Linked DNA regions of Sus scrofa: regions 1, 2, 3 and 4 are each linked to region 5. Evidence: chromatin contacts called from public HiChIP or PLAC-seq and promoter capture Hi-C data. All regions are on one chromosome and are shown on one strand. Each heading gives the region's core, a stretch centred on a gene start, on an enhancer-like site or on the middle of the called end of the contact. The rest is flanking DNA. Distances are from core to core; before and after follow the strand shown.

Region 1 (2,700 bases), core at 153-2,652, 1.3 Mb before region 5:
TTTACAGCCCCCTGCCACCCATCCAAGCTACCGTCCCATTTTTCTGCTCCTTGTCACTGCAGAACTAAACTTCTCCATTTAACAAATCTACTATCCCTTTTAACTCTTCAAGGAGACATTTATCCGTGCACTCTGGAAACAGCACCACCAAGGTCTCCTAGAGGCAACCGTTCTGCAAAATCCATCATATCCCACATCTCCGCACATGTGGCCACAGAGTAGGTCTTCGATAAATATTTGTGAATAACTGATCCAATGTTACTATCTCTATAGCTTACTATTTTAAGGTGGGTTTTTTTGAGGGGGGCATTATCTTTTCATGAACACTTGTTAGCTGCACTGAGGATATCAAAACTGGGTCCCCCGCTCTTAAAAACAAGACAAAGATTGACTTCCAGTCTAACGATACGGCTGTGTACAAGGTGTCCTGGCAGGTGGAGGCAGAAGCACCTGTCTCCTTTAGGGAGTCAGGAAGCCCTGCAGGGGAGACCAGAGACGGCCCTGTTTAGATTTATTCAATCCACCACCGGCAAAGCATCGGAAGAGCCGAAGGCTGAACCGCCAGCGTTAGGTAACAACCTTCACATTTCCAGGCCAAGAAATTCGGATTTTAACCTGAGAGCAATGGACTGATACGACTGGGTTTTAGACAGAGAAGTGAAATTATCCATTTTACAGGGGAGCCCACAGGGGCCAGGCAGGGCAGGAAGGCCAGCGACGGGAACGATCGGGTCCATAGAATCCTGCATACTCCACGTGGTCGAGCGAAAGGGTAAAGGAGAAAACACCTCAAGCGTTTCATCTGACCCTCCAGTTCTCGATATAAACGCACTCGATTACCTTTCCCAACTCCCCTAAGTTAAGCGCTTTCAGTGAAGCATAGAGCCTGCTGCACAAGGCAGCCGTCCTCGGGGAATTTTGCAATCTCTTGACTAACAAATTACAATGCAAGACAAAATATTCCCAAAGGGATGAGTCTGTGAGCTGCAGTAAATTACCGGTACCTGTCCCCTCATCCTCCTCGTGTATGTCATTAAAGCCACGGCAATTAAGGTAAAAAAGGGACGGAAGGCGGGCGGGGGGGGGGGTCTGTCCGCGGGCAGAGAAGCGAACGACACGCGCTCCCGTCTGGGTCTCGCAGCTCCAGAGGCCGCGTCCTTACGCGCCGCGCCCGCCCGTCCGGGCCTCACTCACCCCCGCCCCCAGCCCGCGCGCCCCGCTGTCCCCCGGTTACCTTCCCCTTCCCGGGCTCGCCGGGTTCCGGCGTGGCGGCCATGCGAGCAGTCGGCGCCTCCGCCCCGCCCCGCCGCCGCCGAGGGCCGCCTCGAACGGACGCCCCGCCCGCGTCCTCGCCCCGCCCGCGCCCGCGCAGTCCGCCATTTTAGGGAACGTCTCCCAGTGTCGGCGGCTGCAGCGTTGTCCGCGTCGGTTTCCTCGGCAGAGGCCGCCATTTCCTTTGTTCACTTGAAGGAGTCACGCCTTCCCCACAGCGGCTCTCCCCATCTCTAGGGCCTGCACCAGGCGGAGGAAGAGGGCCCGTGAAGCAACTACGGGCCCGGACGCTTAGCACCACGAGGCGGCACATCTTCCCGCCCCCGCCCCTCTGGCCCCAACCGCCATTTCTAACCGTCGCCCGCGCGCGCTCGCGTGTTTGGGCGCCGGGCGCGCGCGGCGGGCGGGCGGGCGGGGCCGCGCGGATGGGGCGTGCGCGCCGCCGCCGCTTTGTCCTGCGAACGGGACCCCCTTCCCCCGCCCCACGTTCCCAGCTCACGGCCCGGAAGTCGGCCCGTGCTGGCATGCGGCCCGCGTCCCCTCTGTGTCCTTTGTCCTCCGGCCCGGGTCGAGCCCTGGGCGCCCCAGGCAGCTCCACCAGCACCAGCCGTCATTTATCCCCGAGTGCCGGCCTCCGGCAAAGCGTGGTCCCGCACCCACTCCGCCGCCTCCCTGCATTGGTTCCATCTGGGAGTGGCTTTAAAATAGCGCCGCTCGGTGCGCCTGAAGGAGACTGGGGACAAAATGGAGGGAGCAGCTCGTCAATGCGGATGCGTCAGGACGTCTGTGCCCGCCGTGCAGGCAGGGAGGCGGGCGGGGCCAAGTGGGAAAAGGCTGCGACGCGCGTCCTTGTACGCTGGGTGGTGGTCCACGGATGCTCGCTCCCCAGGACTGCGGCTTAACGTGAAATCTGCGTGTGGGCCTCTTGGGTGGCAGATGGGCTCTGACCATTTTCTCAGCACTTTAAACAGTGCAATTCCTTTTCCTGTTTTTTTTTTTTTTTCTGTCCACCCTAAAAGAAAATGTCCCTATCCAAATCTTTATGCCTCCTCTCTTTGTGGACCTTTGTATTTCAGCGTATTCTCCTGGGAAAATACCCAAGCTTTAGAGTGTGTCATGGTGCAGAGTCATGCTGCGGCTGGATAAGGCGGTTATTTGCTGTCAGCTGTCGAGCGTTTTCTTATTCCTTATACGTTCATCATCATTTACTACAATCTTCCAACAATCGCATTTTATGACTTGTGTGTGACAGTTATTTTTAAAAATAAGTAACTTTTGGTTAGATTAAACTGCTCTAACATACCGCTCTACTATTAATTAGGACATAGAATAAATGTCATTCCCCTACTCTTTCCACCCCGTCCCCCCATCCTGCCAGTTTGGGGCTCTCATCTGAAAATCTGTGCGGTAACTATGCTTTGAACTCTT
Region 2 (2,700 bases), core at 63-2,562, 1.2 Mb before region 5:
GAAATTTAAAAACTTAAAGACAATGCAAGAGAACCAAAACTTTAGGTCTATGAAGGAGAACAAGACTCCCGACCTTTAGTATTTCTGTTCTTTTGCATCCAGCAAAAACAATGATGGGAACGTTCGGTCAATCCGAAAAGAAATTTTAAACAACGCAAAGAGAGGTAACCGCTTACAAAGCAAAAACTAATCAACCCAAAGCCATACAAACCCAAGCATGCCTCTAACTGCAACAATAATTTTGTACTGGGTGTTTCAATGGCAAACCGATCCTTGGACTCGATTCTGTGGGCTTAGAATACACCAAAGGCAGATGACATAACAAACAAGTTCTTCCCGTCCCTCTCCTGTGGTCACGTCAGATACCTGTTGCATCACCCGGAAAGTGGTCTCCAGAATCCAGGAAAGGAGCACCATCAGGATCCCTAAATAAGGCAGCCGGACTATCTGCTGGATCAATTTTAGCCTCCATTCATTTTAATGAGGTTGCCTTGGAGGCAGGGGTGTGTTGGCTCCTGTTCACCTCTGAAGTCAGTCTCCAGCACAAGCGGTGACTTTCTGGACTTAAGAGGGGCTTGGGAGTTTCCAAGGACTTGGGCATGAACAGAGATGTGCGGCTCGGCAGGAGGAGAGGGGAGGGGAGAGCGGGCAAATCGAGTGGGAGAAGCAGGGCAGCCCCGGAGCCCCGGTGGTGGCGTGGGAAGTCCGACCGGCGACCTAAGCTTCGTGGAAAGGACTCGGCTCGTCGGCCAGGGAGTGGGGCCCAGCTCAAGGTCCGAGCCACGTCGGGGCACGCGAGAGGTTCAAGGCGAACCAAATCTCGGCCAAAGCCCAAGGGCAGCCTGGGCTACGCGAAAAAGCGCGCCGACGTCGGCGGGGATTAAGAAAATATTACTCCCCTCCCCCCACCCCGGAGAACTAAGCGGGAGGCGGCGACGCCAGGCAGGAAACGCGTGGGGCCGGGTCCGAGCCGACCGGCGAGAGGATGCCGGCCTGGGCCGGGCTCGGCCCGCGGGGGCCGTACTCACTCACCATGTCGTACACGTTGAGCACCACTAATTGGTTAGCCCCCATCCTCCTCCCGGCGGCCGCCGCCTCGCCCTCCAGCCGCTCCGTCTCCGCGGGGCCGAGGCCGCTCCCACCCCCGCGGGCGCCTCAGGGGGCCGGAGCCGGGCACTAACCGCACAGCCCGGCCCGTGGCAGCCGGCGCGGGAACATCGGGAACCGGGTCGCTCCCGGGTGCCGCGGACAGAAGCCTCTGCGCCGACGGGGCCGGACCGTTGGCGGCCCGCTAGGGCTCAGGCGCCTCCCCCGGTGGAAGACACGTGGGGGAAGGCGGGGCCCGAGCGAGAGGCGGGCGCCAGGCGCCCGGGGGCGGGGCCGGCCGGCGCAGGGGCTGGGCCCGCCTGCGCTCTAGCCTCCAGTGCCGCGCTCGGATCTAAGATGGCGCAGCCCCCGCACCTCTGCGCCCGGGGTCCTAGAGAGACTACAGTTCCCAGCATGCAGTGAGGAAGCACAGAGGCGGAGCCTCAACAACCCTGGACGGTCTTCGCGGCGTGTTGCTAGCCATCGACTACAGCTCCCAGCATGCGGCGGGGGCCCGGTGCTGTGGACCAGGCCTCCCCAGGAGACTACAGCTCCCAGCATGCAGTGCTTGCGCTCTGTGCCTTAGCCCTTGCAGTCCGCCCTTGCGGGGCAGTGAGAACTACCTGCAACGCCTTCCGCTGCAGGTGCAGTTACTTTCTGTCGCGTTGAGCTCGATGAAAGCATCGGAGCGTGGCAAAAGACCATAGTGATGACCCTGTTTTCCAAATCCATCCTCACTTTTTTTTTGTAAGCAGAAGGATGGGGAAATAGAGGAAGGCAGGTTACTGGTGGGGGAAAGAGTGTAACATGCATCCAGTTAATCCTTAATATGGAATTTTACATTTAATGAAACCATCCTGCTGAAATGGGAAAAGAATACAGTACTCATAGACTAGCACAACCCTAGGACGTGGTAGGTGCTATTGCATTCATTCAAAAAATACTTGTGTGTCTGCCCTTTGCCAGGCGGTGTCCTAGGGCTTGGGGGAATATGGAAATAAACAGGAGGAAGGGCAAAATATCTGTGGCATGTGCTTTGTAGAGAGTTAAAATGGGATGGAGTGATGCAGTGGGAAGGTCTCATTGACGAGGTGAGGTTTAAGGCCATCTAAACGACAAAAAGCCAGCTCTGCAAGTATCAGGGAACAAACAGCTCATTAAAAGGGAGAAGCAGGAGTTCCCTTCGTGGCTCAGCGGTTAAAGATCCCCCAAGTAGGATCCATGAAGATGCAGGTTCAATCCCGGGCCTTGCTCAGTGGGGTTAAGGATCTGGTGTGGCTGTGGTGTAGGCCAGCAACTGTAGTTCCCTAGCCTTGGAACCTCCATGTGGGGTCATTTAGATGCAGAGCAAATTAAAAAAAAATGTTTTTAGGTTTAATTAGGTCCCCTTCGTTTTTATTTCCATTATGCTAGGAGACAGATTCAAAAAGATATTGCTATTCCGTGTCGCAGTTAACAATGACTAAACATGAGTCGGTTCGATTGTTGCTCAGTGGTAATGATCCGCGTTGCGTGAGCTGTGTATAGTTCAGAGCGCTCGATCCATGTTGCTGTTCTGCATAGGCCGGTGCTACAGCTCGATTACCCTAGCTAACTCCATATCCGGGAGTGCCA
Region 3 (2,748 bases), core at 122-2,621, 1.1 Mb before region 5:
CCACAGTTTCGACCTACAACCACAGCTGCACTAAGGCAGATCCTTTAACCCACTGTGTGGGGCCAGGGATCTAACCTGAACTGCACTGCAAGACACCACCAATCCCATTGGGCCACAGTGGGAACCCCATGAAATGATATTTAATTATTCATTTAACTAAAGTGACAAAAAGATTTCAAAGGTTACAGTATTGGTGCTGGGGCAGGGAGGAATCTGCGTTCCTTTTTTTTTTTTTTAAAGAGGGCCATGAAAATTCCTATGTGAAAAATGTCCTCCCTTACCACAGAAGAAGTTATATTCTTATCTTCCTTCTGGATATGCAGTCTGCTAGGAGGGGTATCTGCACGAGAGTTTCCCCTTTGGGCTTCCCGATGCCATTTAAAGTGGGATCTATTTGTTTTCACAGTATACTTGGGAATCTAGCGGCACCTGATGTATATGGAGGAGCACGATATACAGAAAGGGCTTGGGCTCTGGACTCAGACCATTTAGGTACCAATTCAACCCCCCTTAGAGGAAGTTAGCTAACTTTTAAACCCTGTAAAATAAGGATAAGATATTACTTATCTCATTTGGTTGTGGGAATTAAAAATGCATTACAGTATCAGGCACATATTACGCGACATTGGTAATTGACTCCCCCTCTCTGAGACTTTGCTACTAAAGTGTAAAATGAGAAGGTTTCGGGCTCTACTAGATCTCTACGTTTCCAGGACTAATGTCCTCTGCATGACTGCCTTACTTTGGAGTTTGCCCTTTTTGATCCTGGTCCCCATCTCTGTTCTCACTTGCAGAGCTTTACTTTCCAATACTGTCTGTAATTTGTCCCAACTTCACCTCATTTGTACTTTTAAATTCCACCCTTTGCATCTTGTATACATTATCTCATTCCTTAATAGAAACAAATTAAAAGATGATTTAAAAAAATGAACATATTCAGAGACCGAAACCTGCAGATGGCAGACACCAAATCACCGGAATACGTCGCTTGAGCCAGAGCGCTGCTTGGGAGTTGTAGTCCGACGCCCCGGCACGCACTTCCGCGCCTCTCCAGTTTGAAAAGCGGCCTTTCCCCGGCGAGTGGGCGGGGCGTCGAGGCTGAGGCACGCTTGAAGCCACGCCCCCTCCCCTTTCTGCTCGCCGGGTTCGCACTGGAGGGGCGCGCCCGGTCGCGGAAGGGGCGTATCCTTTTCCTGGGGCGGTGCTGCCGCGGCCGGCGTGCGCGGGGAGGTCCTGGTGCCCCCCTCCCCGAGAGGGCCGCGGGGACGCGGGGCGGGGCGGGCCTGGCGGGAGGGTGGCGACCCGGCAGGCGGGGCAGGGGCAGGGGCGGGCTGGCTCTGGCTCCTTCTTCCTCTGCATGTGGCTGGCGGCGGCAGAGCAGTTCAGTTCGCGCACTCCCGACCGCCCGCGTCCCCTTCGGGCTCTCCTCGCGTCTCTGGAGCCATGGCGTTCGCCGAGACCAACCCGGCGGCATCCTCCTTGCCCAACGGCGACTGCGGCCGCCCCAGGGCGCGGCCTGGAGGCAACCGGGTGACGGTGGTGCTCGGCGCGCAATGGGGCGACGAAGGCAAGGGGAAGGTGGTGGATCTGCTGGCGCAAGACGCCGACATCGTGTGCCGCTGCCAGGTGAGTCGGCCGGGCTCAGACGGGAAGCCAGCCCGGGAGCTGGGGCCCAGAACTCCAATCTACGGTCCAAACTAAGGTGTCACCTTGCGGGTCTCTCCTCATGTTATGACCTACAGCGAAGTGGAGAAATGGCGGGAGGTCAGAGACCCCTGACGAGGGGTCTTGGGTTGAGGGTTCGGGGAGGCTCTGGAAGAGAATGCAGGTTGATGCGGTGCCTTTGAGATGCGCGATGCCTGGAGAGTTGCAGTTTTCGGTCTGGGGACCAGTGCTCAAACCCGGGACTGGGTCAGGGTGGAGGCGGGATACGGTTTTGAGTTTGAGGATGTACCGCTCGAGGCCTGCCCCCGACTCGGAGCCGGAGACCCTGCGCGGCCGCAGAACCTTCCCCATCCTCACCCACCCGCCCAGGGGGACCAAGTGGGCCGAACTGCCCCGAAATCCAGACTCACCGCTCCTGCACCTGCAGGCCCCGAGCTTGAAGAGCTTTGCCGCCTCCGGTCCACTTTGTTGACGCGAGAACCCACCTCCGGGGTTAGAACTGTTTAATGGCCCCGTTTTCTTTTTTCCTCTGTACCCGGTATACTAACGGGAAATTATTTTTACTTGTTGGTCCCAGAGGAGGGAATCCTAGCTCTTTTACAGGTGAGACAAGTAAATACACGGATGTCAAATCCAGTATTTAGAAATATTTACATTGTTACGGCTCACATCTAGAACGAACCCGGGAAATGGAATAGTAATGTACTTCCTACCGGGAGACACGTGGTTTCCAGTGTAAGCTTTCTTCCTATTTGTCGTTTGCTTTGAAGCAGCCTAGAGGCTAGGCCTTTGTAAAGGCTCTTAAATAACTATTACCAATTTCAAAAATCGAAATAGTTGAGCAATAACCACTTTCAAAACAAATTCTAATGTAATATCTGAAGTTACCTGCTCCCTGTTTAGGTTGCAAGAATCTTTCTTCCTCCTGAACATACATGACACAACATGATGACACTGTGTATGTTAACAAGTTTTTATGCCCACTTGAGTGTTAGTTTTCTACCCAAAATGGAACACCATTTGAGCCTGCAGAAAAGCTAATCGTAGGTACAGCAAAAGTTAAAAATGCAAAAATCTTGTTTT
Region 4 (2,700 bases), core at 55-2,554, 1.3 Mb before region 5:
CAAAAAAATAAAAATAAAATTTATCGATCAGTCAAATCATACGACCCAGGGAAGAGAGTTCACATGTGTATTTTTCCAAATTTCAAATTAAAATTGGGGCAGCATTATTCTGCCAGCTAAAGCACCAAGCAGTGTGTAAAGCTGACCTCCTTAGTCAGAGATAAACTAGACTAGAACATTGGCTAGCCCCTGTGCAGATTCTACCGGGTTTAATACTTGTCTCTATCACAAATCTAAATTCTGGCACTGCTACCTAAAACTTGAGGAATGTAACACACGTTTTATTTAGTAAAGAGAAAAATTAAACGTCGAAGGCACACTGAAATAACATTTCTTTTCGGGAGTGATTATTTTCTATTTACAAAATCACAACCCTTTGTTTTGCATAAGCTTTTATTAGGGTTTCAGCATAATTTGGTCCAAAGTATTTCTGGAGACACGGGAATAGAATCAAAGTGTGTGATCTTAGCTGGGTCTCATCCTCATTGTCAGCTACAAGGACTTTTCATAACTGGACGACCAGATCCTAAATTGGAATAAATCTTACAGAAGGTCCGTCTTTTCGGTTGGTAGGTAAAGAAAACACAGAAATGCAATTCTGAGGTTTATTTAACTTCTTTGGCTGACAGTGCCATGACAAGGCCGGCAGAGTACGCTTTGCAGTATGGAGTGGAGGACACGCTCCGGAAAGCAAGCATCTCATCTTTGAAGGCTTGCAGTAGGGGTCGTGGGAGAGACAAAAGAAAGGCCCTGCTTGAGTTTAAAATTCAATCCGCAAGGCAGGACTTAGAAAAATTAAACCAAATATTAAGCGGAAGAAAATCCCCTGCGTATTGTAATTGCCAATTTGTGTTGCACAAATCAAAGCTGAAATACAATTTTAAGGCGTTTTAAACAAATAGCTGGAGAAATAGATAAGACAAATCTAAAATGGAAGAATAGGTGGCGGAGTCAAGTGGAAAAGGCCAGTCTGAGGACTAAAAGCATTTGGACAGAAGGGCTGGAAGGCAAAGAGCAAAACAAGCCTCGACACCAAAGAGCTGGAAAGACCAATAGATGTTGCAGTGGGTCGGTTTAACTGAAGGCGGTTTCCTCCTCCTCCATTTGCTCGGCCCCAATTGGAAGCGCAGTGCGCGGCGCGGCGCCGCGCTCCGGGCCCGCGATTCGGGTGGGGGCGGGAGGAACTGGTGTGGGCGGGGCGGGGCGAGCGCGGGCGCTCCGCCGGCGCAGGGGCGGGGCGGCTATATTACGTGCGCGGCACCGCTCCTGCGAGAGGACGTTGCGTGCTCGCTCGCGCTAGGCGAGTCTCCGCGTCTCCCTCGCGAACTCGGTGAAAGGAATTGGCGCCGTTCGACACCAGGCGGGTCCGCTCTGCAGCACAAACCCACCTCCAGCCGCAGCCGCAGCCGCCGCCCGGGCCGAGCAGCAGCCGCAGCCGCCGCCAGTGGCCGAGTGAGCGGAGTCCAGTTTGAGCCAGCGCCTAGCGGTGAATCGGGGCCTCACCATGAGTTCCTCGCCTGTTAATGTGAAAAAGCTGAAGGTGTCGGAGCTGAAGGAGGAGCTCAAGAAGCGGCGCCTGTCCGACAAGGGCCTCAAGGCCGAGCTCATGGAGCGTCTCCAGGCCGCGCTGGACGACGAGGAGGCCGGGGGCCGCCCCGCCATGGAGCCTGGGAACGGCAGCCTAGACCTGGGCGGGGATTCCGCCGAGCGCTCGGGAGCAGGCCTCGAGCAGGAGGCCGCGGCCGGTGGCGACGAGGAGGAGGAGGAAGAAGAGGAGGAGGAGGAAGGGATCGCCGCCCTGGATGGCGACCAGATGGAGCTCGGGGAGGAGAACGGCGCCGCGGGGGCGGCCGACTCGGGCCCGATGGAAGAGGAGGAGGCCGCCTCGGAGGACGAGAACGGCGACGACCAGGGCTTCCAGGAAGGGGAGGATGAGCTCGGCGAGGAGGAGGAAGGCGCGGGCGACGAGAACGGGCACGGGGAGCAGCAGCCTCAACCGCCGGCGGCGCCGCAGCAACAGCCCCAGCAGCAGCGCGGGGCCGCCAAGGAGGCCGCAGGGAAGAGCAGCGGCCCCACGTCGCTGTTCGCGGTGACGGTGGCGCCGCCCGGGGCGAGGCAGGGCCAGCAGCAGGCGGGAGGTAAGAAGAAGGCGGAAGGCGGCGGAGGCGGCGGTCGCCCCGGGGCTCCGGCGGCGGGTGAGTGCTGCGTGGTTGGTTGCGCGCGGCGGGAGGCCCGCGCGGGGTGGGGACCGTGCCCAGGCCTGCCGGAGCCCCGCTGGGGGAGGGGAGGGATGCCCCGCCGCGGGAGGGCGCCCCCGGGGGGGCGGGGGCCGCGGCGAGCGGGCGGGCGGGGAGGCCGCGGGGAATCCCGGATTAGGCGTGAGGCCTCGGCTCGCAGTGTGACGGCGGCGGCAGCGCCTCCATTATGTGGCTAGAGCGGGAGGGGGGAGCCCGGGGGGGGGGCTGCAGCTGCCGCTGTTGGGGGAGGAGCCGCGGCGGCGCCGCTGCGCTGCGTGCGCGCGGTGCGGGCACATGTCTCCGGGGGGAGGGGAGGCCCGGGGCCCCGGCGGCGCGCCGTGGCGGCTCCGGGCCGCGGTATTGTGCAAGGCGCGCCGGGCTCGGCGTGACGTCACTTCCGGCGGGCGGGGCCGGGCGGGGCTGGCGGCGAGCAGTACAATGCGGCCGCGGGGAGCGCGGGCCC
Region 5 (2,700 bases), core at 142-2,641:
AGCTTTTAAGGCAGACAAGCCTGACTGAATTAATACCAGGCTCTGCCACTAACCAGCTGGGTCGGCTTTGGCCTAATTTAACCTCCTTGCACCAGGTCCCCAGGTGTAGAAGAGGGTCACTCATAAGACTGTTGTTAAGTTTTAAGTGATTTAATGTGTGTAAATAGCCTGGGCCGCTAAATAGAAGCTGTTGTGACTAAAATAATTATTAGTGTGTTTTTTCCTTGTCCAATAAATCACATCCAACCCAGCATACTATAATTCGAATGTGTAAAAAGAGCGCATCAGAAATGTACTGGATTAAAAAGAGAGATGTAGGGGAAGTGGGCGACACTCATAGAAGCGTCCTAGAGATTTTGCGGGCGTCGGGTGAAAAAGATGCCCAAGACAAGATCAGGGAGTTGGTTCAGGTAACTATGGGAACTATGGGAATCAAGGGAAGCGATGCTGCTTAACCGTAATAACTATTTAGCCTTCCCTCAAAGATCACAGCAACATCCAGCTTCTTCCTCTGCACTCTGGCTTGGGCCGAACCAAGCCGTTAGGAAATGCACCTGGTCAGCTCCCGTCCACGAGACCCTGGTATTAAGGGGTTAGGGCAAAGGTTCGGAGCAACTCACCCCGGAGACTCCGTTGATACTGCCCCAGAATCTCCTCCAGGGTAGAGTTCTCCGAAGATTTCGCCATGCACACACTCGGAGCTCAGAGACGGGAGTTGCGTGGGGTAGTGTCCAGGGTTCTCCTCTCCGAGAATAAGAGGCCCCAGCGCCCCACAGGCGCCCACCCGCTTCCTGCCGCGGCTGTCAACCCGGAGCGCGGAATCCCAGACGCAGCCAGCCGGGCCTCTTCCCACCCACGGGCCCTTGTGGTGGACCTCGGAAATTGTAGTCCTCGTGTTCCGGGATTACTGTCTCAAGTTCCCAGGCGCCCTCCCAAACAAACTACAATTCCCAGAGGGCAACGCGCTCCAAGCTCACGCTTCAGCAGTTTGGCTGCCAGATCTGGTCGCCAAGAGACCGTTTGGAGGCTCCGCCCATTTCTGTAGCGCTGCCTGTCTTGGTCCTGCCTCCATCCCATCGTGTGTTTGGACCATCTGACAGAAAGCACTCACTGAACGCCTTGATTCTTTTAAGTTCGCTAGAATGCAGTTGACCCTTGAGGCGTCTCAAGAACGCAAATAAATTCTACACTCTTCAGCCACAACTTTTGCCAACACCGCCAAATAAATTCTCAGGAAAAAGAAGCTCTGAATCTCCCAAACAGCCTAAATTGTGAAAGCGGCTGACGCTACAAATTTTAGCACACCCAGCTGGCCACCCGACCTCAGTTTGGAGGAGTTGACGCACTGCCCGCTGGGAAATGTAGTCCTTACGGGTTGCGGTCCCAGCTAAAGCCCAGTCCTCCTCATTGTTGAAGCAGGTCTTTGGTGTACGCCTGCGCAGTCGGCAGCTGGCGAGGCCTGTGGGTGAGACCCCCCACACAACCCCTTTTCATTGTCTGTGCTTGGCGCCTGCGCAGTAGAAGTTCGCCGGGACTGGGCCGGAGCAGGGGTAGGGCCGGGCTCTTCGCCCTCTCCCCTGGCGCCTGCGCACTGGGCGGCCGCTCCTTGCCGTTACCGCTATGTGCGGAGCGTGTGTGGAATAACGTTATTGCCCAGCGGCGCGGAGGGGCCAGGAGCTCGATCGCGGCGGCGGCGGCGACGACGAAGACGACGACGACGGGGTGGGGGAGGAAGCTGGCGAGAGACTCACGGGACGCGGCGCGCCCCGCCCCCCGGTCCGGTGCCTCTCAGCAGTGAGGGGTAAGTGATGCACTCTGATGCCGTCGCCGCCGTCTTCCCACATCCTGCTCCTCCGGTTTGCAGCCGGGGCTCGGGCGCGGCCCGCGGCGGGCGGGGTGCGGGCTGGGCGGCGAGGGGCGCTTCCCGTAGGCTCCGCGCGCTGCCCCCGCCCCGGACCCGGGACCCGGCGGGGCCGCCCCTCCCCTCCCCCCCCGCGTCCCCCAGTCCTGCGGCCCGGCTTCCCCGCTTGTGTCCACGTATTGAGTCGTCTGGGCTCTCCCGGCTTTGTGCAGCCGCTCCGCCCAAGCAGTGTGCAGGGGTGCGGGCGGAGCAGTGGAGGGAATGGCTGCGCTGCCGCTGGTGAAGGGATATTTCCCGGTCCGAGCAGCTCGGTGTCGATCCTTATTGTGTGGTTGTTTTGGGGGTGTGGGGTGATTTGGGGGGTCCGGCGAGGAGCCTTTTGGACGCGGTGGGAGGGCGTAGAAGACGTGGTGTCACGCACCCCGCCAGGCGACTGCACCCGCGCAGGCTGTAGCTTGGTAGTAAACCGGGGGAGGAGAAAGTGGCTTCCTGTCGACTTCATTGTCCTGAGATTCAAATGTGGTCTTTGGTATGTGTCCCTTCATTTTATGCAAGGGAAGGAAAAATTAGCAGCTGCCTAACACAGGGCGGGAAGATGTGGGATTTGTATCCCGAGTCATAGAATCTTTGTTTTTTAGTGTGTAGCAGAGTTTTTATTTATTTGGAGAATGTAAAGCTTCTGGAAGACAAGGACAGTGCCTGTCCAAGCCTTGCCAAGGTGATCAATATAAAATTACTAGATGACGATGAAGAATGGACTAGGAAGGGCCTTGACGACGAAGCTGTTGTGTAGCAGGAAAATGAACCGGCGGAATTGTTTTTTTATTGGGTGGGTAACG

Evidence for each region. Promoter capture Hi-C pulls out the DNA fragments that hold promoters and counts their contacts. HiChIP or PLAC-seq counts read pairs in DNA pulled down with a chosen protein or histone mark.
Region 1: an H3K27ac HiChIP or PLAC-seq map of alveolar macrophages shows a contact between it and region 5. The contact joins the promoter of LOC100739755 here to the promoter of CEP170 in region 5. A contact is called at or near these places in 2 of 2 datasets of contacts at active chromatin or transcription factors (alveolar macrophages and skeletal muscle).
Region 2: a contact with region 5 is called in a promoter capture Hi-C map of liver, with 4 times the contacts expected there. The contact joins the promoter of DESI2 here to the promoter of CEP170 in region 5. A contact is called at or near these places in 2 of 5 promoter capture datasets (fetal liver and liver) and 2 of 47 Hi-C or Micro-C datasets (liver and skeletal muscle).
Region 3: a promoter capture Hi-C map of liver shows a contact between it and region 5, with 4 times the contacts expected there. The contact joins the promoter of ADSS here to the promoter of CEP170 in region 5. A contact is called at or near these places in 2 of 5 promoter capture datasets (fetal liver and liver), 3 of 47 Hi-C or Micro-C datasets (heart right ventricle, liver and skeletal muscle) and 1 of 2 datasets of contacts at active chromatin or transcription factors (skeletal muscle).
Region 4: an H3K27ac HiChIP or PLAC-seq map of alveolar macrophages shows a contact between it and region 5. The contact joins the promoter of HNRNPU here to the promoter of CEP170 in region 5. A contact is called at or near these places in 1 of 5 promoter capture datasets (liver) and 1 of 2 datasets of contacts at active chromatin or transcription factors (alveolar macrophages).

The regions. Positions count from the first base shown.
Region 1 is chr10:17,470,539-17,473,238 of Sscrofa11.1, reverse strand. It overlaps LOC100739755 (cytochrome c oxidase protein 20 homolog), which reads right to left and starts at 1,402. Exons shown (of 4, transcript XM_005653791.3): 1 at 1,235-1,402. The coding sequence starts at 1,276.
Region 2 is chr10:17,364,278-17,366,977 of Sscrofa11.1, reverse strand. DESI2 (desumoylating isopeptidase 2) reads right to left here and starts at 1,312. Exons shown (of 5, transcript NM_001097419.1): 1 at 1,033-1,312. The coding sequence starts at 1,074.
Region 3 is chr10:17,257,764-17,260,511 of Sscrofa11.1, reverse strand. It overlaps ADSS (adenylosuccinate synthase), which reads left to right and starts at 1,371. Exons shown (of 13, transcript NM_001097508.1): 1 at 1,371-1,626. The coding sequence starts at 1,444. It overlaps LOC110255648 (a long non-coding RNA gene), which reads right to left. Exons shown (of 2, transcript XR_002336233.1): 1 at 2,076-2,748; 2 at 1-1,736.
Region 4 is chr10:17,495,604-17,498,303 of Sscrofa11.1, reverse strand. HNRNPU (a long non-coding RNA gene) reads left to right here and starts at 1,304. Exons shown (of 16, transcript XR_002336237.1): 1 at 1,304-2,195.
Region 5 is chr10:16,189,968-16,192,667 of Sscrofa11.1, reverse strand. It overlaps CEP170 (centrosomal protein of 170 kDa), which reads left to right and starts at 1,391. Exons shown (of 20, transcript XM_021064150.1): 1 at 1,391-1,801. It overlaps SDCCAG8 (serologically defined colon cancer antigen 8), which reads right to left and starts at 1,490. Exons shown (of 16, transcript XM_021064181.1): 1 at 621-1,490. The coding sequence starts at 687.